7 separate regions of the Mus musculus genome follow, and regions 1, 3, 4, 5, 6 and 7 are each linked to region 2. The links are chromatin contacts, called in public HiCAR-type and promoter capture Hi-C maps. All regions are on one chromosome and are shown on one strand. The core of a region is the stretch at or near the end of the contact, and the rest is flanking DNA. Distances in the headings are between cores, read along the strand shown.

Region 1 (2,817 bases), core at 38-2,537, 2.7 Mb after region 2:
ATCCTGCCTAAATAGACTCCTCCTACCCCGTGCAGTTTTCACTTGACTAAGGAGATAGGGTCTGTGCCTCTTGTCCCTAGCTCAGGTTACAGGGCTACTAGGAGCATCCAATGCCACCCCTACCCCCTAGCACGTCTGCAAAACATTGGCCTACCCTTCTTTTGGTTCCTTTTTTCCTCCTTTTTGCACTTACACCAAGAGTATCATGCAGGAATCAAATTAGGACTGTGCTCTTTTCACCCGGTACACCGCATTTCCAGGGCAACCCTAAGCAAACGCGGGGTCCCTGGGCAGTGTGGAGGACCATCTCCCGAACCCCGCCACTCACCTGCGGTCCGCCAGGGTCGCCCCGCACCCGCGTGTCGAGCTGGTTGTGCTGAGTTTCATCCTCGCCGCCCAAGCGATAGATGAGGCGCAGTGGTATGATGCTCTGGCGCTCCAGGAAGCGGTTTTCTTTCCCCCTCTCCAGTCCTTTCAGTGAGGCGACTCCTTGCAGGCAGGCAGGCAGGCAGGCAGGAAGGAGGGAAGGAGGGAAGGAGGGAAGGAGGGAAGGAGGGAAGGAGGGAGTAGAGAGAAACAGCAAAAAATAATGACCCTGACCCACAGTCCTCCATCCTGCACTCCTCATCACCTTATTCCCCGCCTCCTCCCTCCTGGACCTAACTGGGAAGGACGCAGAGACACCAGCTGGAAAGCCCTGGAACCAGCTCTTTCGAGAGCATCTCTGGGCCCAGAAACAGGGCACCCCTTTCCCGTTTTCCTGAAGGAGACTCTTCTTTTGCAGGAGGAAAGAGAAAAAAAAAAAAAAAAAAAGCATTTGACCCCAGATTGCTGATGCATCCTCGGGTCCCCCACACATGTGTGCTTACACCCCTTCCTCGCCGACCTTCAAAAAATAAAAATAAAAAATAAACGACGGCGCACTGTGGAAATGCGGGTGCGGCTTTTAGAGGGTCCTCCAGGCTCCAAAGAGTCCTGGAAACCCCGGCAAATGCGAACTTACCTGCCCGACCGCAGCGCGCCAGGGGGCAGGTCCCCAAGACGCAGAGCAGCCAGAAGGACGCGGCCGCCGCTGCCTGCATGGTGGCGGCGCTCAGCTGCTCTTGCCCGGGCCTGGGGCTCGGCCTCCCAACCGCCCCTTCCCAGCTCGAGCCGCTACCGCAGCCTCCGTGGCCTCAGTGCTGCATTGTGCCTGGCGAGCGCTTCGGTGGCGGGGGCAGCGAGCGAGCGCCGCTTCGGGCGCCAGCCTGTAGCTAAGTGGCTTCTAGCGCCTCCCACCTCATCCCCAGGCGGAGGCCCGGGCTGGTGGCCAGCACAGCGGGGGGAAAGAGCCGGGTGCGCAGGGCCCTGGTGGTGCACTTGCCCCACGCGCCGCACCCGGCCGCGCGCACCAGAGTAGCTGGGAAATGTAGTTCCCTCCCCGCACAGCTAGCTGGTCTCTAAGGCGACGCTACCATAGCCACCCAAAACCCAAGAAGTAGACTGCACACCAAAGGAGGAGAGGTGATGGAGGTCACCTGCACAGTGGCCGCACCCCGAATTCGCCCCCAAGTTCTGCGAAGAGCCACAGGGTTGCTCACGAGCTACTACTATTTCTTGTGTTTCCAAGAGACCATGCCTTGAGTGCAGGACAAGTCAATTTTGCCACAGATCTGGACTGAGGGCCTACTGTGTGCTGGGCGTGAGTCACACATTGTGAGGTGCAATTAAGAAAAGCCTTTTTGGTAAGAATTTTCCCAAGGCGGTTTTCAATGCTTTTATTCCTATGAAGTATTTTGCTGACAGGTGTGTCTGTGCACCTGCCATGTGTATGCAGTGTCTATGGTTGGAGGCCCAAAGAGAATGTTGGGTCCCTAGGACTGGGGTTACAGAAGGTTTTGTGGGTTCTGGGAATCCAACTCATTTTCTCTGGAGGAACACTTAGTGTTTTAAACCTCTGAGACATCTCTGTCCATTCTCCACGCCTTTTTTTGAATTGACATTTGATTTCATTTTAATTTTGATACCTAAGGGAGAGTGGTTAACCCAACTCCAGGAGAATCAGATGTCTCCCAGAGGTCTAGGAAGACTTGTGAAGAGTGAGTCAGCCGGATACTCTGTGATATGTTTGCTTCCTCCTATATCTGTCAGCTTCAAACCTGCACCAGTAATAGATAAGGAAAACGACTTTGTCAGGCCGCTTTCCCTACCTAGGGAGTGGCACTATTCAAAAGTGTAGCCTTGTTGGAATAGGTGTACCGCTGTGGGTGTAGGCTTTAACCCCCTCCTCCTAGCTGCCTGGAAGCCAGTCTTCTCCTAGTAGCCTTCAGATGAAGTCATAGAACTCTCAGCTCCTTCAGCTCCTCCTGCCATATGCCTGCCTCCACACTGCCATGCTCCCATCTTGATAATGGACTGAACCTCTGAACCTGTAAGCCAACTCCAAGCAAATATTGTCCTTATAAGAGTTGCCTTGGTCATGGTGTCTGTTCACAGCAATAAAGCCCTAAATAAGACACTGCCCCTCTCAAATGTTAGAGGCTCACCAGGATGAAATAATAATAACACACATATTAACATAATTAGAACTTGAGCTTTATAGATTTTGAAATCTATATATTGGCATTTGATCCCCAGAATAAAAGAGAGAGAGAGAAAGAGAGAGAGAGAGAGAGAGAATTAAGAATTAGATCAAGTAGGCTTTATCACAAAGATGCAGAAATGACTCAACATATGTAAATCAATAAATGTAATCCAACATATAAAAAACTGAAAGACAAAAAACACGTGATCATCTCATCAGTTGCAGAAAAATCCAACACCCCTTCATCGTAAAAC
Region 2 (2,700 bases), core at 81-2,580:
ATGAACACAAGACACTTCTAGCTATGTTACTTCCTATGTCACGAACTTCTTTTTTCTTTTGCAATGACCCATTGAACGTCTTTAAACTCGTTTGTCTGTGTCATGTAATCTTTGCCCAAAGAAAAATGAGAGTCAAACTCACCTATATAGTGGCAATGCCTAGCTTCCTTGTAGCCCAGAGAGTGGAAAGCGGTGATCACTCACACGTCTCCGATCTTGTACAGGAATACCTCCACAAAACTGATTAGGGAAATTCCCCTGGCATCCCCTCTTTATGTAAAAGTAGTTACTCTGAGGGCTGTTGGCGTACATGTGTGAGAGCCCTCAGAGAGCTCCACCCAGTTCCCACAGAAGTAGTCCCAGCCAACTGACTGCTCCCAAGTAACTCTCCAAGGCTCCAGGATGTGGCCACAGGAGACAGAGTTCCTGACGCAGTCTGGGAGTTGTGACGTCTCAACAGGAATTCCCATAGTGGCCCCCCACACCATTAGTGTGGGGGCAATGCAGAGAGGTTCCTCAACCCAATTTTAATAATCTTTACATTTATAACAATAGCAAACCCGAAAACAAGTATAAACACAACAAAGAAAATTGTGCCCAGCTCTCCAAACAGCATCTGCCCTACCTGTGAGTGCAAGCTTCAGAAGCAGGCAATTTAGCAGGAAAGAAACCCAGGGAACGCCACTTTATAACGGATCAATAGACCAAAAACCCACCACAGTGATCTAGTTATCAAATCAATGTCAGTTCCTGTCGTGGCCACACTTGAAAGAGCGCTCCCCCCCTCGCCCCCCCCCCCCGCGCCCTTTATGAGAACCACGCAGCTAGAGTCCCCAGACAGATTGGTTGACGACATCCAGTCCCCTCTTCACTAGCCTCCAGGGATCAGCTGGGCTATCATTATCTCCATCCCACAGGTTCCCAAATCTCATTCTGGTCTTCATTCCACTGGGTTGCCCTGGAGCCTTATGCCCTTCTCCGCTCCTGCTGCACAGCCCGGCCGTACCTGCATCTCCCCATCCGGGATCGCCACCCCAAACACCGGGATTGTGCGGGGACTGCCGGTCTTCGTCCTGCCGCCCGCCTCGGCGGCGTCGGCCGTGGTGGCCGAGGCCTCCGCGGTGGACATGGTTCGGGGTGGGAGCCTGAGGTCTTAGGTGCGTCCGCAGCCACGGACCCACGAGCCCTGGCAGAAAACACGCTGCTGAGCTAGGGAGGAGAAAGACCCCGAAAGTTCTGTCGTAACCCCCGCCGCAGCAACATAGCGGACATCCAACTGCTGTTAGTGCCCACAGGAGGACCAAGGCACCCAGCGCGCTCCAGTTGCTAACACAAGCCCGGGCGTTGCTAGGGGCGGGGCTTACGGAAGCTGGGAGAGCCAAACTTCACCAAAAGAGGGTCTGCTGGTGTGCGGCGCGGGAGACAAAGGAGACCAGTGACTGAGATCGCGGTATGCACTTAGTGTTTCAGTCTTGTAGCAATGGCCCTTGCTTAATAAGTGCCTGTGTGGGGCGGAGGAGTATGAGCTGGAGGTAAGATGCATTCTGAGGGATGTGATTGGCATAATCTTGAAATCTGAGCACTTTACCCTTTCTGCAGAGATAGGACCAGTCAGTGTAGCTTAATTTCCCAGGTGTGTGTGTGTATATATACATATATATATATATATATATATATATGTATATATACACACACACAAATATATATATATGTTGTACTTTTGTACTGGCCTAATTGAACAGTTAGACAAACAAATAAGGCATAGTACAGACTTTTGAAAATCTTTCGAGCAGTAGAGTGGTTGGGTGTCTAGTATGGCCTGGGATGGAAAGTTCTCGTTTTTGCAACCAGAGAAAGACACTGACATTCTTCACAGGATGTGTTCTCCAACCTGGCAAATCAACAGTCCAGTTTTGTAATTGTTTTTCTACGATAGCATTTATTTTATTCATTAGTAGGTTGAGAAGCAAGAGGGACAGAAGTCTCACGCACTTCATACTCAGTCGCCTTGTGATCTCTTCATAGAGTACAAACTTCATGCTACCATCTTCAGAAGGCTTACACTCTATGAAACAGTCTGGCCTGATCTTTCCCAGGAAGCCTGTATTTTTTCTGTTGTTTTAGATGTCACGCTTAGTGGCATGCTCTTTTTTTTTTGTCTTTTATTTTGTTTTGTTTTTTGGTGCTCACTGTATAGTTAGTGGAATTTATTGACGAAATAGCCCAACCATGTTATGCTACTGAGACTAAGGCAATTAAAAATTTGTACATAGCCACTAATTTGCTTACTTGCTGAGTGAAGGTGTGGCTGTGTGTCCCCAGCCTGTGACATGCTGGAGATGTAGGTAGGCATGTTTGTGAATACCTTGTCTGGTTCCAGTTTGCCTTTATAGTGAGTTCCCATGTGATGCTGATGTAGTTGGTCTGAAGGCCATACTCTTGGTCCTTCTAGTCAATATCATAGAAGGTGTTCAATAAGTGTTCATGAAAATGTCAAGGGCTAGATTTTGATTTAAGGTAAAATGAAAGAATTTTGTAAATTATCTAGATTAAGCATTTTAGATCCTTGCTACTCAAAGTGGTTTTCATGGGTTTCCTAACTGTGTGGCCATTAGGGGCTCGTCAGGAATGCAGAACTTTGCACCTCCTGGTGTGAATAATGCCCATTTTAACAAGTGTACATATAAAAACTAAGAAGCT
Region 3 (2,700 bases), core at 194-2,693, 2.2 Mb after region 2:
CATTCCTATATTTTCCAGAGTATATTTTTGTTGGTTGGCTTATTGGTTGTTGGTTTGCTTTGAAATGGGGTGCAACTGTACAGCTCAGCTGCCCTCAAACTCACCATACTTCTGCCTCAACCCTAGAAGGACTGAGTAGTTGCCACCACTCCTCTCTTCACAGGTAAGTTTTGCTTTTAAATTTTAATACTATGCACCTTGGGGAGTGAGAGGTAGGGGGACCCTCTAGAATGTGCCAGAGACCTGGAAGGTGAGAGACTCTCAAGACTCAAGGGGAGGGACCTTAGATGAAATGCCCAACAGTAAGGAGAAATGTGATTGCCATTCCACAGTCAAAAACTCCAACCCAGAATTGTCCCTGCCTAAAAGAACTGCAGGGACAAAAATGAAGAAGAAACTGAGGGAAAGGCAGTCCAGTGACAGGCCCAAATTGGAATCCATCTCAAGGGGAGGCTCCAAGGCCTGACACTATTGCTGATGGTGTGCTTACAGACAGGAGCCTAGCATGACTGCCCTCCAAGAGGCCCAACAAGCTGCTGACTGAAACAGAAGCAGACACTAACACCCAACCAGTGGACTGAAGTTGGGAACCCCTGTGGTTGAATTAGGGAAAGGCTGGAAGAAGCTGAGGAGGAAGGTGACCTCATAGGAAGACCAGCAGTCTCAACTACCCCAAATCTCTGTGGTCTCTCAGACACTGAGCCACCAACCAGGCAGCATGCACCAGCTGGTCTGAGGCCCCATACACACATACATCCTCTTGGAGATGGGTGGAGTTGGGGGGTGGGTAGGAAGGAAGGAATAAGGAGCTGTGGGAGAGTGGACCAGAAAGTGGATAACAACTGGACTGTAAAATAAAATTAAATTAAATTAAATTAATTAAAAATTTTTTGATACTATACTTACCCAGTAAATCTATTAGTATTCTAGGTGTTCACTAGAGGTGGGTTTTGGCCCTCTGCCGATCTAAATGCATGTGACACTTTCTTAAGAAATAGTTGGTTGTTGCAGCTTACACAGAGCAGTATTGGAGGAGTCCTGAACATCCAGTGGCTGAAATGCAAAGATGCTATAGACACACTGGACAGAACAGCACCTAAACAGAGAACTATCTGACCCTAAAGTCAATAGCACTGACTATGAGAAACCTCCACCGGATGTTGTAACAGAGATAATTGTATTTACATTTCTCAAATTAGATTTGGAATCCTGGCTAGAACCCGCACAGGAAGAAAACTTCTGTTATCATATCTATTCCAAAGCTTAATTACTATTTTAAGTATATCTTCACTACATGCTTTAGAAAGTAAAAATGTGATTGTGGCTCTTTTTTTTTTTTATGTGCTTGAGTTTAGTGTGCTTTGCGTTTTGTCACTAGGAAGCTGTTTTGTTTGTTCAAACTTCTAAGTCAAAAGATAATAAAAGTCTTCGCAACAAAAATTGCTCAAGAGTTTACAAATTCTTCTCTGACACAAATCATGACCAGAACTGTCCTTAGCCCTGACGTTCTCTTCTGTTCTGTTTGACGCCTTATTTGAGGTCACGCCCCAGATGTTAGCCAGATAAATTTAAAGTACAATTAAAAGTGTCAGTCATTTTCATCTAGGATGGCTCGTGGTGTGAAGACGCAGGCCTCGCTGACAAGTGTTCACGCTCTTACTATAACCTACTAGGGAAACTGCAGCTAAGCAAACCAGGTAAACATTTTTAACTCATTGAATCACCCCACCATTACACAAAATTTTCTGGTTCAGTGCTACCATTGTAAAACAATCTTGCTTTATTTTTTTTTTTTAGATAAATTCTCTTTCAAAACAAAACAAAACAAAAAACTTGACTATTTAATCCTGGTCAAGTGGAGATAAGAAGTAAATAAAATCCTGACATGAGAATCTATTGACACCCCCTCCAGCCCCCCGAATGCACTGGGGAATCTGAAATTAACTAAACGAGGTCAGCAGGAAACACAAGCATGGGAAAACTCAGAACTTTAGACTTGGTCGTCTAGGGAGTAATGCCTTTGAAAAAACAGTACATTCTAGAAGCAACATTTCATTATTTTCTGGAAGGAAGAATAAGTAAGATTTTTATCTAACACGACCATTTTCTAACATGGTGATTACAAGTTGAGAAGAAAAGCTTCACAATAATGTAGAGATACCCTGTATCAACTTATATTAGAATATGCTGTTTATATTGATGTCCATGCACATGGTCTATTCACAAAATGCTTTTAAATACCTCTGTGGCCATATGTGTGCTTAAGGTAGCTCTGTCCTCTCTGGGTTTTGTGCCACATAGAGCACACTACAGATGCCTTTGGGAAAATGCTCTCAGAGAGAGTCACAGTTTTTCTGGTTACACTATCAGCTAGGTCTTTCCCATGACTTCTTCATCTTTTAGATGTTGGTCCTGATGATCAGAGCCCCTAATATTTGAAACTAACTTATGCCTGACCTATATTCAGATCTGCTGCCCTCTGCAGGTGACCCCCGGAACTACCTTTTAAATGGCCCTCTGTCCAGGACACAGGCCCATCATATCACTGCCCTGAGGGACACGCTTGCTTTTCTTACCTTCTGGCACAGCCTTCAGAGAGTGGATTCAGTTCAGAATATGTGAGCTGGATTCTTTCTCAGAGACAGAGAGGTGTAAAGCCAACAACGGAAACCTTAGAACAGCATGTCCTGTGCTATTTTG
Region 4 (2,700 bases), core at 30-2,529, 2.3 Mb after region 2:
GCCTACAGATAGTATTGATGAACTCTGCAAAATACAAGAATGGGGAGTAGGTTTATCAATAAGCACAGTAGCTATTCGAGATGTGGTACTATATCAGGTATGATGAAAACCCGCCCACAAAGAGCTACAAACGTAGTAAGTCTCTTAAGGAGTGAGATGCCCTAACCATGTCACTCAAAGAAGTTATTTAATCAACTAGCTGTCAGGACAAGACCTCTGGGGAGACGCTGAGGTCCCAGCTGACTCCACAGGTCATAGGAAGAGAGTTGCAATCAAGGCAAAGAAGAGTCTGGTTCATAAGTTCTGAGAACACACTCCCCTGAGACTGTGAATCTGAACTTTGGCAAGAGTGCCATGGAAGTTAAACCAGATGGTTGGGAGAAAGACAAACTTGAAGAATGCTGTATTTTAACAGCAACGTAGGCATGCTCTTTCCTCCACGTTGTCATGTTTCTTTATGTCTGAAAGCACCGTAGGGGTAGATTTGGGTTCCTCTATAGAAAGATACACCAACCCAATTGTATACGTGGTCAGCCCTTCACTTCCATGGGTTTTCCAAGCATGGTTTCAATAAACAATGAATCAAAACTATTTAGAAAAAAAATATATTCATCTTTTCTGCATGTGTAAGCAGGTATTGTTGTTTGGTTGTTGTCTTTCTCTCCCAAACAATAAAGTGTGGCATCCATTTAGGTAACATTTGTATTGCATTGTTACCATGTAGGGAAGGAATTAACAGGAGGAGATGCACACAGCTGCCTGGGTATAAGCAAACTTGGAGCCCTGGAGAACACAGAGATACATATGCATTTGAGATGAAGACCTGAAAACTCTCCATCTTTTAAGCTCTGACTCTGTTAAAAATCAGGGCTCCTGGCAGGAGAAAGACACCACTATTTCGTAAGAAGAGAGGCAACTAAGAGGAATGCCTAAGCTCCTTGCCCATGTACTGTTTTCTTAGCTACCCAGAGTCCTCTAGCTCTAACAGAAAAGGAGTATCTCTCTGCCCCTCTAGGCTGCAGCTGACCTGGGATGCCCCACCCCAAAGGTTCCGGAAAACCCCTTTTATACCCCGCTTGGCAGCGGAGAACGTCCATCTGCGAGCCAGAGCTGCACAATAAGTTCTGGTCCTTCCAGCTGTGCGGGATTCCCAGGTTGAACTCTTCCCGGAAACTTTGCTTCACAGCTCCTCTTGCGAAATCAAGCGGGCCCTCCCTCCTCCGCTCTTTGGCTTAAAAGCGGGAGCCTGGAGCCAGCGCAGAGCACAGGCTGGCTACCTCTGCAAGCCTAGAAGGCAGAGCCCACCGCAGCCGCGCCAGACCAACGCCCCTCCGGGCGCCTCGCCGCAGGTGGGTCACTTTACTGGCTCTTTTGCCTTGTTGCTTTATCCAGGGGCTGAGGTTCCATTTCTGTCAGCCCACCTCCAGCCCTTCTTTTCTGGACTCTACTTTCCAGCCAGCTGATACAGAGATAGAGGCACACTCACCCCCATAGCCTTCTCATAAAAGGCTACTTCGGGATCAGTTGAGCCATTCAGCCAATCATTAGCTTCCTGAGGTTGTATTTATTACTCATCAAGGTGCAGAAGACTCCCAAAGAGAAAGACCCAGCTGGATTCTTTCTCTGTCTAACTGGATTCCTACAAATCTGAAGTGCCAACGGGAAAGGAGCCTGGAAGAACTTAGGTGTGCAGTCCAGCAATATAAGGCTAAATCTAAGGACTTCTCACAGAGATGAAATTGGGCAGTCGGTCTTCCTTGATCTTAATTTAAATATCCTTAAGCAGCTTAGCGATTGCTTTTCTAGAGGTATATTGTTTGTGATGTAGTTTGAGGGAAAGAACGCCTGTCCAGAGGCAGATGCCAGGTGGTTTGGGTTTTTTTTTTTTTTTTTCCTTTATTATTTTTCAGTGCATGGCTCTAACCACGGAGTCAGGGTGTTTAGAGTTCTGTTCTTCGTTCTAACTGTCGCCTCAGTTCCACAAATCTAACTTGAAAGCCTATTGGTCCAAGAGGATCCACACAATGCTGCTCTACCAGGGTAAAAACAGCCTTATGACATGAGGTGCTACCGCTGTGAACGGTGTCGAAAGTCTTGCTAATGCTCCAGGTATACCTGAGTAATTACTTTCCATAATAACGCAAACTTTGTTGTTACAAGGAAATTACCCAACCACTCTCACAGGAGCATCTAAAAGTTTCACCACATTTATCATTCAGAGACTACTCTGGCTTTCAAACCATTCTTCAGCCTTGCTGTGTGAGAATGTCCAATTCTGTATAAATGGCAGTCATATAAATGTCACTCACATGAAAGAACCTTTTTTTTTCTGATCCAGTAGGTGTAATTTTATAAAATGGCACATTTATTTGAAGCAGTAACTTTTTTGAGATATGGCCTTTGCAAGGCCCCGAGTTTTTCAGAGCACTGTGATTTAGCACGGTGTGAAATCCTACCAGCAAGCATTCTACCTGCATGGCAAACACCACCGGGCCAGAAAACAGGATGGAGCACTCTCAAGTATCAACCTCAAAGCTGTAAAGTAAATGCTACATGTGTACATTAAATTGGGTCATCGCACTTTCTCCATTTGGCCACATTTATGGTTCTGCTAAAATTCACATAGCAACTGGCAGTGCAGGAAGCAACATACATTAGACCAGACCTCTGACTTGGGCATGTTCTACAGACATCTGCCTT
Region 5 (2,700 bases), core at 50-2,549, 2.3 Mb after region 2:
GACATCATGAGTTTTGCAGGCAAATGGATGGAATTTGACAATATTATCTTGAGAGAGGTAACCCAGAGCCAGAAAGACACATGTGGTATGTACTCACTTATAAGTGGACATTAGCCATAAAGTCCAGGACAACTGGTTATGCTACAATCCACAGAAGCAATGAATGAATGAATGAATGAATGAATAAATAAATAAATAAATAAATAAATAAATAAAACTGAATAATAAGAAGGTTCCAAGGGAGGATGTGTGAATCTCACCCTCTTGTAGCAAGACAGACAGGCCTTTTTTTTTTTTTTTTTTTTTAGGAGGGAGGGGGACATCAATCCATCCATAAACCCTTCAGACCAAAATCTGTCTTGCCTACAAGATGTACAGGAATAAAGATGGAGAAGAGACTGGGGGAACAACCAACAAATTACTGCCCCAACTTGAGACCCATCCCACATGACAGAGCCAAGCCCTGACACTATTAATGATACTCTGCCAATGCTTGTAGGCAGGAGCCTAGCATAACTGTCTCCTGTGAGGCTTCATCCAGCAGGCGATGGAAGAAGATGCATAGACCTCAGCCAAACATCAGGAGAAGCCTGGGGTGACTTGTGGAAGAGTGGGGGGATGGGTAAAAGTGAGCAAGTCAGAGAGGTCAAGGACAACACAGGACAATCTACAGAATCAACCAACCTGAGACCACCAACCAGGGAGCATGCAGGAGCTGGACCCTGACACCCTACACATTTATAGCAAATGAACAGTTTGGTCTTCATGTTAGTCCCCTAACAAGTGCAATGGAGTACAGTCTCTGTCCACTGCCTTTGGATCCCTGCCCACTACTTGGTCTGCCTGGTTGGGCCTCCATGGGACAGGATGGCCTAGACCTAATGGAACTAAGTGCGGAGGATTGGGCGGTACCCAAGGGAGGCTCCTCTTTTCTAAGGAGAAGGGAAGAGGGGGTAGAGAGGAGTGATTTATAAGGGTGGGACTGGGAAAAGAAAAGGGGGGAGAGCTGTGATAAAGATGTAAAGTGAATAAAAATTATAAAAATATATGTGTGTGTATACATATACATGACATGTGTGTGTGTGTGTGTGTACATAACCAGCCAAAATTGTATAGCCATTCCTAATACATCATCTGTGTTCATATCAGATCATGAAACCAACTGATTTAATCAGAGACCATCTGTTGTGTGTAATTTTAAAATCCACGATATTGCCTTCCCGGGGAACACACTGCCACTGGTCCCACTCCCGACATAGCTCCACCAACGGCCAGCTGGTTCCCTAACAGGAACTGTACTCACTCAACCTCTCGAGGCTAACTCCACTAAGCCTCTAGCAGACGCCCAGGCTGTGCCCTCACGCTGCACACCTTTGTTCCGTGGATGGAAAACACCAGACAGTTCTAACACTCTAAAATCAGCCAGATAACACAACTGCTGGGTGCAGAATCTATCGCCCTAAACTCGTCAGCTATCTTATATCAGAATTCTGCTGGTGGCACCACAGTTCTCGTTGCCCCCCAAGCCTTACATGGTGTTTGCCCTCCTTCCCAAAAGCCTGGTGGAAAAGCTATCTCGTCCCCTCTTCTTTCTCCTGGGACCTGGAATTCCCACCTTTTTTCCTTTGCCCAGCAATTGGCTCCCGCAATCTTTTTTGACACAATGAAGAACCAGTTCGGGGAACAATACCTCCACCTACAACCATCCATAAACTTTTCTAATGATTCCAAATTTTTTGTTTCTAAAATGATTATATTTAAATAATGTTACTACTTGCAATGTTTGTGTCAGATGTCTCTTTAGCCAGAGTTTAATCACTTTCATGTTTCAAATTTATATGGAAATAAAATTGAATATATGTTGTTTCAAAATATATGATTCTTGGTTTGAGACAAGGAGCAAATTACTTCAGTTTAGGGTCAGCATAGTCATCTGTAGAATGGGAATGAAGAGTATGTTTAAAAATAGTCAGCAGTAGCTACATGCCTCTCAGGTCAGCAGGTGAGGGTGTGTGCCGCCGAACATAGTGACTTGAGTTCTGTATCTGGGTCACATACTGTAGAAAGAGAAAACTGACTCCCACAGTGTCCCCTAACGTAGACACTCACATCACAACACACACACAAAACACACATACATATTTTGTGAGTTGCCCTGATGCTGTTTGTGTTCTGATATTAATTCTGCTTCAAGAGGGGCTGCCACCCCCTAACCCACCCAAGCAGCCAATCATGGACTCAGGTGAGCTCATGTGAGCCTTTTCCCCATTTTAACTGGTCAAAATAAGGCCAGTGCCTGTGATTCAGCAGTGGAAGGAAAAGGTGGGACAGGAGGTCTTTGAGAGGGGAGGCGGATAGGAGGAGGAAGAGAAGGAAGGAGAGAGGACAGAAGAGGAGGAGGAGAAAGGGGAGGAGGAGGAAGAGGAGGAGAAGGAGGAAGATGTAGCAGAACCACGTGGCCAGGAGAAACTGCAAGTAGCAAAGGGTCTCAGAGCTGAGGAATCATTAAGTACAGTGCTAGATCTGCCCAATCTAGCCATATAGCTTATGAATACAATAATTGGATTGTGTGTTCTTTATATGGGCTCATTAGGGTTGAAAATCACTGCAACATACATACATAAACAAACAAATAAATAGATGCACATAAAAACTTTTGGATTATGTAACCATTGTAAAGCATTATACACAGATGCACCG
Region 6 (2,712 bases), core at 58-2,557, 2.6 Mb after region 2:
CGCCTCCCAGGTTTGCATGCCCTCATTTCACCTAGGATGGTGTTTCTCTGATGCTGTTACTTTTTTTCCAGCCCAACCTCCTATGGAATGAATAATGTGTTGGGCTAAGATCAAGAAACAAGTGAAAAATGATCTCATAAAATAGTCATCTAGCCAGCCCCGGGGGAACAGGCCTGTAATTCCAGCTACTTGGGAGGCTAAAGGAAGAGTACCATAGTCCACGGTCTGCTTGTATTACAGTAACTCAGGCCCAGCCTAGGATAAAGATCCAACATAAAGGAGCTGATGAGCATACTCAAGGTCCCAGGTTCAAACCCAAGTGTCTCTGTCTCTGTCTCTGTCTCTGTCTCTCTCTCTCTCTCTCTCTCTCTCTCTCACACACACACACACACACACACACACACACAAACACACACACACAAACACGCACTCATGCACACACACAGAGTCATCTAAATGAATGGAGTTTGATGCTCTTGGCTGTTATAATCTGTTTTAGTCACATAATAGAAATTTTTCTCTTTCTTTTCTAAGTTCAGTTCTACAAAGTGAAAGACGTTCTAGAGATGCATGACTGTGATGATGAAAACGCATGAATAACTACACTGCACTCAAGATGATGCTTCTCACAGTGCACATCACCACAATAAAATGTTATAAACATGCCAAACATTTGGTTCCTAGAGCCTCTGGATTCCGTAATCCTAGACATGTGATCAATATTGGGCCGTACGTCCTACCTTCCTTCCTGATATAATCTGAAAAATAAGCTACTAGAGTTTTTTCCTACAATATAAATTTATGGCAAAGATCTTCAAAATACAAAATAAAGTGGTTAATTTTTTTTAAAGAAAATGTAGTCCTTTCTTCATTTGTTGTGCACATTGCTCAGCTATTTCTTGACTATCTTTTTAGATCATAGGCATATTTTCTTCACAGACAAAAATAAAATAAAAATGACTTGTTCACTAGCCATTCTTTGATGCTGTAATATACACCCTAAATGTCCTTTAGGAAGTCATCCCTGCCCAATTCAGCATCTGTGGGTTGGGAAAGGCAGATTCCACACCCAAATTCAGGCTGGTCTACAAGAGCCCCAAGGTACTGCAAGGTTACAGTATCAGGTTTAGTGATGAGCCTGTGACTCTTCTGGAGTGGGATGAAGCCAATAAGACTCACTGAGATAATGAAGCAAATACAGGCATTCCTTCCCCCTCAGCTGAACTTGAAGGCACACATACACAGCGAGTTAGAAAAAAAGACAGAACACAGCAGAAATGAGAGAGAGCTAGACAGAAATCAGAATCGCAGGCTGCAAACCAAAACAAGCAGAACTCCCTGGGACATGACTCACAGGACTCAGTCCTTTCTCCCTTCCCTTGTGAGTTTGATTTAAAGTGTTGCCAGATATCAATAAGCATCATCTGCAACTACCTAGGAAAGCTGATAACATACATTATCTTTACATAAGTTCTCTGTCAGTTCAAGCAGAGCATTTGCCATTTTAAAGTCAAGAAGACTCACTTCCAGAGATTATGCAACACGGAGAACATTGCATAACTCATCACAGAGCTACTGCCCACATCTAGGTCTTTTGAGTCACAATGCTGTCATGCACTTGGCTTTTTCCTAAGAGGCACATCCAAAGTGCCCATCTCTGAATATTTCCACTTGTTAACATTTCAGCCAAGGGCTAGACTGCTTAGGGCCGATCCACTGATAAATAAAGTGTATTACAGACAGTAAGGATGGGGGTGGAGAGGAGTCCCCCACACACTATCTACAACACTAGAAACTTGGTCTTAAAAACAAAGTCTTTAGGTGACAGAGTACCATGCATCAAGTCAAGCCTTGAGCCTTAAAATCTCATCCTCCCATTTGAAGTACAGCACACAGACCCATAGGACCAGGAGGGTCATCCTCTCTCTGAGAGTCCGTGGCATGCGAGGTTTCTGAGCAAGAAGAGATTCCTCATTGCTGAAAGGTAGTTTTTTTGGATTTCTACTGCTTTTCATGCTCCTGGCCAGTGTTGGCCAATGGCTTCTACATTCTTTTTCTATATGTGTCTTTACCCTTTGAACCAAAAGACAGGCAGGTGTCCAAGTATTAAGCTCTTTTCGATTTTTCTTGAGGATGTCACAGGAAATGTAGCAGTTCTCCTAATTCTCAGAAGATAGAAGCATTTGTAAGACACAACAATGCAACCTTAATGACTGGACCAGGAGGCTAAACGCAAATGAGTGGGAAACAGAGGAATTGGCCGCTGTCCTTCCTGCTATGGTGAAAATGAAGCCCAGGTCTCTTCTTTCCTATCTCACCCCTGCTTTATTCCCCCACCGACCACAAGTAATTAAAATTGTATTTATCCTGATAAAAGAAATATGAACTTCTCTAAATTGTAGAAAAAAAGGGCAAGTACTCAAATCATCATTAGCATGGTCATCTAATTCAAAGCTTCTATTTATTAATGATTTTGTCAACTAAACTGAAATCCAAAATCACAAAATTTGTCCCCAGGTTTTAAAACTTTAACCATCATGAATAATGCAAGCATAGAATATTGTCTTTGTGGGTATAAAAACAAAATAATAGATACAGAATAAACACATTAAAATCACTAGTCTTCACATATATTTCAGAATGATGTAGAATTCTGGTAGACATTTATTCCAAATTTCCTCATGCTATGAAAAAAAGTAAGGTATAATTTTA
Region 7 (2,786 bases), core at 112-2,611, 2.8 Mb after region 2:
AGGATGGTCGATTCTTTTCATTTCTGTCTTGGATGCCACCTGTGATTACAAAAGAATCAGGCAACATTTTATGCAGACAAATTTTTAATTTATTTTACAAAAAATGTTCAACAGCTTTATTGCAGAAAGGAAACATTACTAGTCATAACAAATTAAGTCATTAGAATCTAAATGTTTTCCCTAATATTACCACTTAGGATGAAGGCAAACTGTCCTGTATGGTTTCCACAAAACTCTATACTGGAGAACAAGAGCTGAATCAGCAGAAAATAGTTATTATTTACTCCTGTTCCGTGTATGAAGCAGGAATTCTATAGAGCTGTTCTGGAAAACTTACCTTCTCATGGTGTAAACGTCATGTGGGTAATTAACAGGTCGGTGAAAACCCAACACAGGTGTTTCAAATATTTAAAGCTTATTTACCTAGGTAGCCACACACACTCATCTAGAATAAACAACCTAATTCTTAGGGGTTACTAAATGCTGGCATTTTGGTTTCATAGTTTGTCTAGTACTTAAAAGAACTAGACGAGGGAGTTCATGCACTTTGTTTACATATTAAGAACCTAAGCCCACTAAGGACTATGCCATCCATCTTTTATTTTAAAAGCAGATGAGAATCAAACATCTTCTTTAAACTTTCGAAGACAACCTGCACTTTAGTACTTAGTTACTAGACACACATGCACCTCTTAGGAATTTTCCCTATAATGAAAATTTTTTATATTAAACATTGAGATTGAAATCTGCTTTTGTCTATGAGGTTGAAACACACACACATACACCTCTCCGTCTCCCTCACGAGTGACGGGAACAGTCACAAATGGGCGTGGGCGCCTCCTCCGTGGGGCCGTCGGGGACCCGCGCATTGTCTGAAGCCTGCAGCCCCGGGAATGCCGGGTCGCTCGCGGCCGAGGCGGGGAGAGCATGAGGGGCCCGGCCAGCGTCGGTCCCTCACGGAGACCAACACCGAACGCCTCGCGGGCGCCGAGAACCCACAGAAACGCAAAAGCGGCAAGAGGCCCTCCGCAGGAAGACTCTCTAGAACCCTCCGTGGAACCAGCCAGGCAGGAAACGATTAAAGGGACCGCGGCGGGGGAGGGGCTCCATACCCGGGAGAGGTGCTTTGCTGTGGATCCTCATGGTCTCGAGGTTCATGGCAGCCACCAGGCACCTACATGCTGGGTCCGCACCGGGGGCCGCATGGAACGGCCGCGAACACAAAGCTCCCAGGGCCTCCCCGGCCCCGGCTCCGGCCTCGGCCTCGGCGCCGGGCCGCGCTTGAGGGCCGGTTCCGGCGCGGAGGCTCGGAGCAGGAAGAGGCTGTAGCTCAGACCCGGGAGCCGCGGCGGTTAAAGATTTGAAAACGCGTCACGCGACCGCGGCGCCCAGACGCGCTCCCCGCCCTTCCTACGCCGGGGCCGGCCTCGCGCAGGCTCCACCTGCCCCGCCTCGCGCCCCGCGGGCCCCGCCCCCGGATGCTGACCACGCCCCCGGCGCGCCAGCCCGCGGGGCCTCAGACCCGGCTCTCCCGCGTCCTCCTCGAGTTCCGGCTCCGCTCTGCATACTTGGAGTGTGGGGCAGCCAGGGCGGTGGACGCGGTTAGCCTCGGAGGCTTCACCTCGTGGTCGACATCACCTGCTAGGCTGGCTGAGACCCGGGCCTTGCAGTCGCCTCGCCACCAGGTACTCCAGTTAACCCTGTGTGGGACGCGGGGCCGGCCCTGGGCTCCCGCCGACCTTGCAGACGGGCCGCAAAGGTCCCGGGTGGCCGCGGTGGCGGCGGGGCCGGGGTCCACCCGCCGGATCCGACTCTCGCAGCCCTTTGGGTACTTTGTTCTGTACAGACCTGTTCTTTCTCTCTGTGTGTATAATTGTCCTTTTTGTAGCAATAAAAGAGTGGAAAATGAAGTCTCAGGGTTTTTCATCTGTAAAACGGGAATACGGGATTATGGTCAAGACGAAATTCAGGCGTACGTGATTTGTTTTAATTTTGCTTTGTAAATGAGAAAATGCCTCACAAAACTTGTTTGGAGTATACTTCTGCTCTCACCCATACAGACGTTATGCTTTGTACTGTTCTGCATTTCTTAACTCCTGGCTATAATAGACACTCCTTATAGTATTGATTTTTGATGGAGTACCCTCAAGACAGTCAGTACAAATAAGTATATTCAGGCACAGACAGGTGAATTGTGAGACTATTCGCCAAAGACAACATCAAGTTGGATTAGCATTGCTAAAAGAAATGATTTTGTTTTAAACAGGTTATGGACGGAGGCTGGAGCGACAGTCATCGAACTGTCTATCTGTATTAAACTGCTTTAGACAGTCGGAGCTAATTTGTAATCTCAAGAAATGTCCGGAGGAGGGAGCCAGAAAGGGAAATATGTTGAGACATTGTACTGATGAATTTGAATTAATATACATGTGCTTAACAGACCTTGAGAAGGAGGAGCAAACATTTTTTAAAAATGAGGAGAGGATTCAATTTTCAAAGCGTAAACTACGGAAAGGAAACAGAATTTCCATGTTTGTAAACTGGTTCAAATGTTTGAGAAGCACTAATACAGAGTAGAATTAAAGCCACGAGGGAAGGGGGAATGCCTTGGAGTAGAGCTTGTGAGATGAAGTGGAGAGTCAGGGGATGAGGCAGTGCGAGTGAGGAGAGGGAGAGCAAGCTGAGTTGGAAGAGACTGGGAACAAATCTTAATAATGGTGGGGAGGAATGGAATTTTTTTACAGAATTGGTGGTCCCAGCTTCCCAGCTAATCTAGGAATTGGATA

The links. Promoter capture Hi-C pulls out the DNA fragments that hold promoters and counts their contacts. HiCAR-type assays count read pairs that join an accessible place to other places.
Region 1: a HiCAR-type map of astrocytes shows a contact between it and region 2, with 6 times the contacts expected there. The contact joins the promoter of Adam22 here to the promoter of Cfap69 in region 2. A contact is called at or near these places in 5 of 39 promoter capture datasets (cranial neural crest, embryonic stem cells, hippocampal neurons and 2 more) and 2 of 115 datasets of contacts at active chromatin or transcription factors (astrocytes and stem cell-derived neural progenitor cells).
Region 3: a promoter capture Hi-C map of liver shows a contact between it and region 2, with 5 times the contacts expected there. The contact joins the enhancer-like site here to the promoter of Cfap69 in region 2. A contact is called at or near these places in 8 of 39 promoter capture datasets (cranial neural crest, frontonasal cranial neural crest, hippocampal neurons and 4 more), 1 of 115 datasets of contacts at active chromatin or transcription factors (embryonic limb bud) and 1 of 9 other capture datasets (adipose tissue).
Region 4: a HiCAR-type map of fibro-adipogenic progenitors shows a contact between it and region 2, with 10 times the contacts expected there. The contact joins the promoter of Steap4 here to the promoter of Cfap69 in region 2. A contact is called at or near these places in 11 of 39 promoter capture datasets (the 3T3-L1 cell line, 3T3-L1-derived adipocytes, the SN4741 cell line and 7 more) and 2 of 115 datasets of contacts at active chromatin or transcription factors (embryonic forebrain and fibro-adipogenic progenitors).
Region 5: a promoter capture Hi-C map of hippocampal neurons shows a contact between it and region 2, with 23 times the contacts expected there. The contact joins the enhancer-like site here to the promoter of Cfap69 in region 2. A contact is called at or near these places in 7 of 39 promoter capture datasets (the SN4741 cell line, cranial neural crest, frontonasal cranial neural crest and 4 more), 2 of 484 Hi-C or Micro-C datasets (cerebral cortex and uterus), 2 of 115 datasets of contacts at active chromatin or transcription factors (embryonic forebrain and embryonic stem cells) and 2 of 9 other capture datasets (liver and pancreatic islet).
Region 6: a contact with region 2 is called in a promoter capture Hi-C map of hippocampal neurons, with 5 times the contacts expected there. The contact joins the enhancer-like site here to the promoter of Cfap69 in region 2. A contact is called at or near these places in 7 of 39 promoter capture datasets (cranial neural crest, frontonasal cranial neural crest, hippocampal neurons and 3 more) and 1 of 115 datasets of contacts at active chromatin or transcription factors (embryonic forebrain).
Region 7: a contact with region 2 is called in a HiCAR-type map of astrocytes, with 12 times the contacts expected there. The contact joins the promoter of Dbf4 here to the promoter of Cfap69 in region 2. A contact is called at or near these places in 6 of 39 promoter capture datasets (cranial neural crest, frontonasal cranial neural crest, hippocampal neurons and 3 more), 3 of 115 datasets of contacts at active chromatin or transcription factors (astrocytes, embryonic stem cells and stem cell-derived neural progenitor cells) and 1 of 9 other capture datasets (adipose tissue).

Annotation. Positions count from the first base shown.
Region 1 is chr5:8,366,873-8,369,689 of GRCm38.p6, forward strand. It overlaps Adam22 (a disintegrin and metallopeptidase domain 22), which reads right to left and starts at 1,288. Exons shown (of 31, transcript NM_001310440.1): 1 at 1,004-1,288; 2 at 329-489. The coding sequence starts at 1,082.
Region 2 is chr5:5,662,902-5,665,601 of GRCm38.p6, forward strand. Cfap69 (cilia and flagella associated protein 69) reads right to left here and starts at 1,331. Exons shown (of 23, transcript NM_172447.2): 1 at 1,007-1,331. The coding sequence starts at 1,129. Steap2 (six transmembrane epithelial antigen of prostate 2) reads right to left here. Exons shown (of 6, transcript NM_001103156.2): 6 at 1,928-2,700. It overlaps Gm40262 (a long non-coding RNA gene), which reads left to right and starts at 1,476. Exons shown (of 3, transcript XR_868231.3): 1 at 1,476-1,532.
Region 3 is chr5:7,909,693-7,912,392 of GRCm38.p6, forward strand. No RefSeq gene overlaps it. Among named protein-coding and RNA genes, the nearest start is that of Gm30835, 49 kb to the right of the region's middle. Within about 2 kb of position 1,444, at least 3 of the 459 cell types and tissues checked have an H3K27ac peak or open chromatin away from gene starts, as enhancers often do. A contact at or near this core is called in liver, where this site is marked.
Region 4 is chr5:7,959,193-7,961,892 of GRCm38.p6, forward strand. It overlaps Steap4 (STEAP family member 4), which reads left to right and starts at 1,280. Exons shown (of 5, transcript NM_054098.3): 1 at 1,280-1,349. It overlaps Gm30835 (a long non-coding RNA gene), which reads right to left and starts at 1,200. Exons shown (of 3, transcript XR_376720.3): 1 at 1,072-1,200.
Region 5 is chr5:7,999,397-8,002,096 of GRCm38.p6, forward strand. No RefSeq gene overlaps it. Among named protein-coding and RNA genes, the nearest start is that of Gm52802, 37 kb to the right of the region's middle. Within about 2 kb of position 1,300, at least 7 of the 459 cell types and tissues checked have an H3K27ac peak or open chromatin away from gene starts, as enhancers often do. A contact at or near this core is called in hippocampal neurons, where this site is marked.
Region 6 is chr5:8,310,959-8,313,670 of GRCm38.p6, forward strand. The region is part of intron 3 of Adam22 (a disintegrin and metallopeptidase domain 22); the gene reads right to left. Among named protein-coding and RNA genes, the nearest start is that of Adam22, 56 kb to the right of the region's middle. Within about 2 kb of position 1,308, at least 39 of the 459 cell types and tissues checked have an H3K27ac peak or open chromatin away from gene starts, as enhancers often do. A contact at or near this core is called in hippocampal neurons, where this site is marked.
Region 7 is chr5:8,421,355-8,424,140 of GRCm38.p6, forward strand. Dbf4 (DBF4 zinc finger) reads right to left here and starts at 1,362. Exons shown (of 12, transcript NM_013726.3): 1 at 1,113-1,362; 2 at 1-39. The coding sequence starts at 1,158. It overlaps Slc25a40 (solute carrier family 25, member 40), which reads left to right and starts at 1,484. Exons shown (of 12, transcript NM_178766.5): 1 at 1,484-1,685.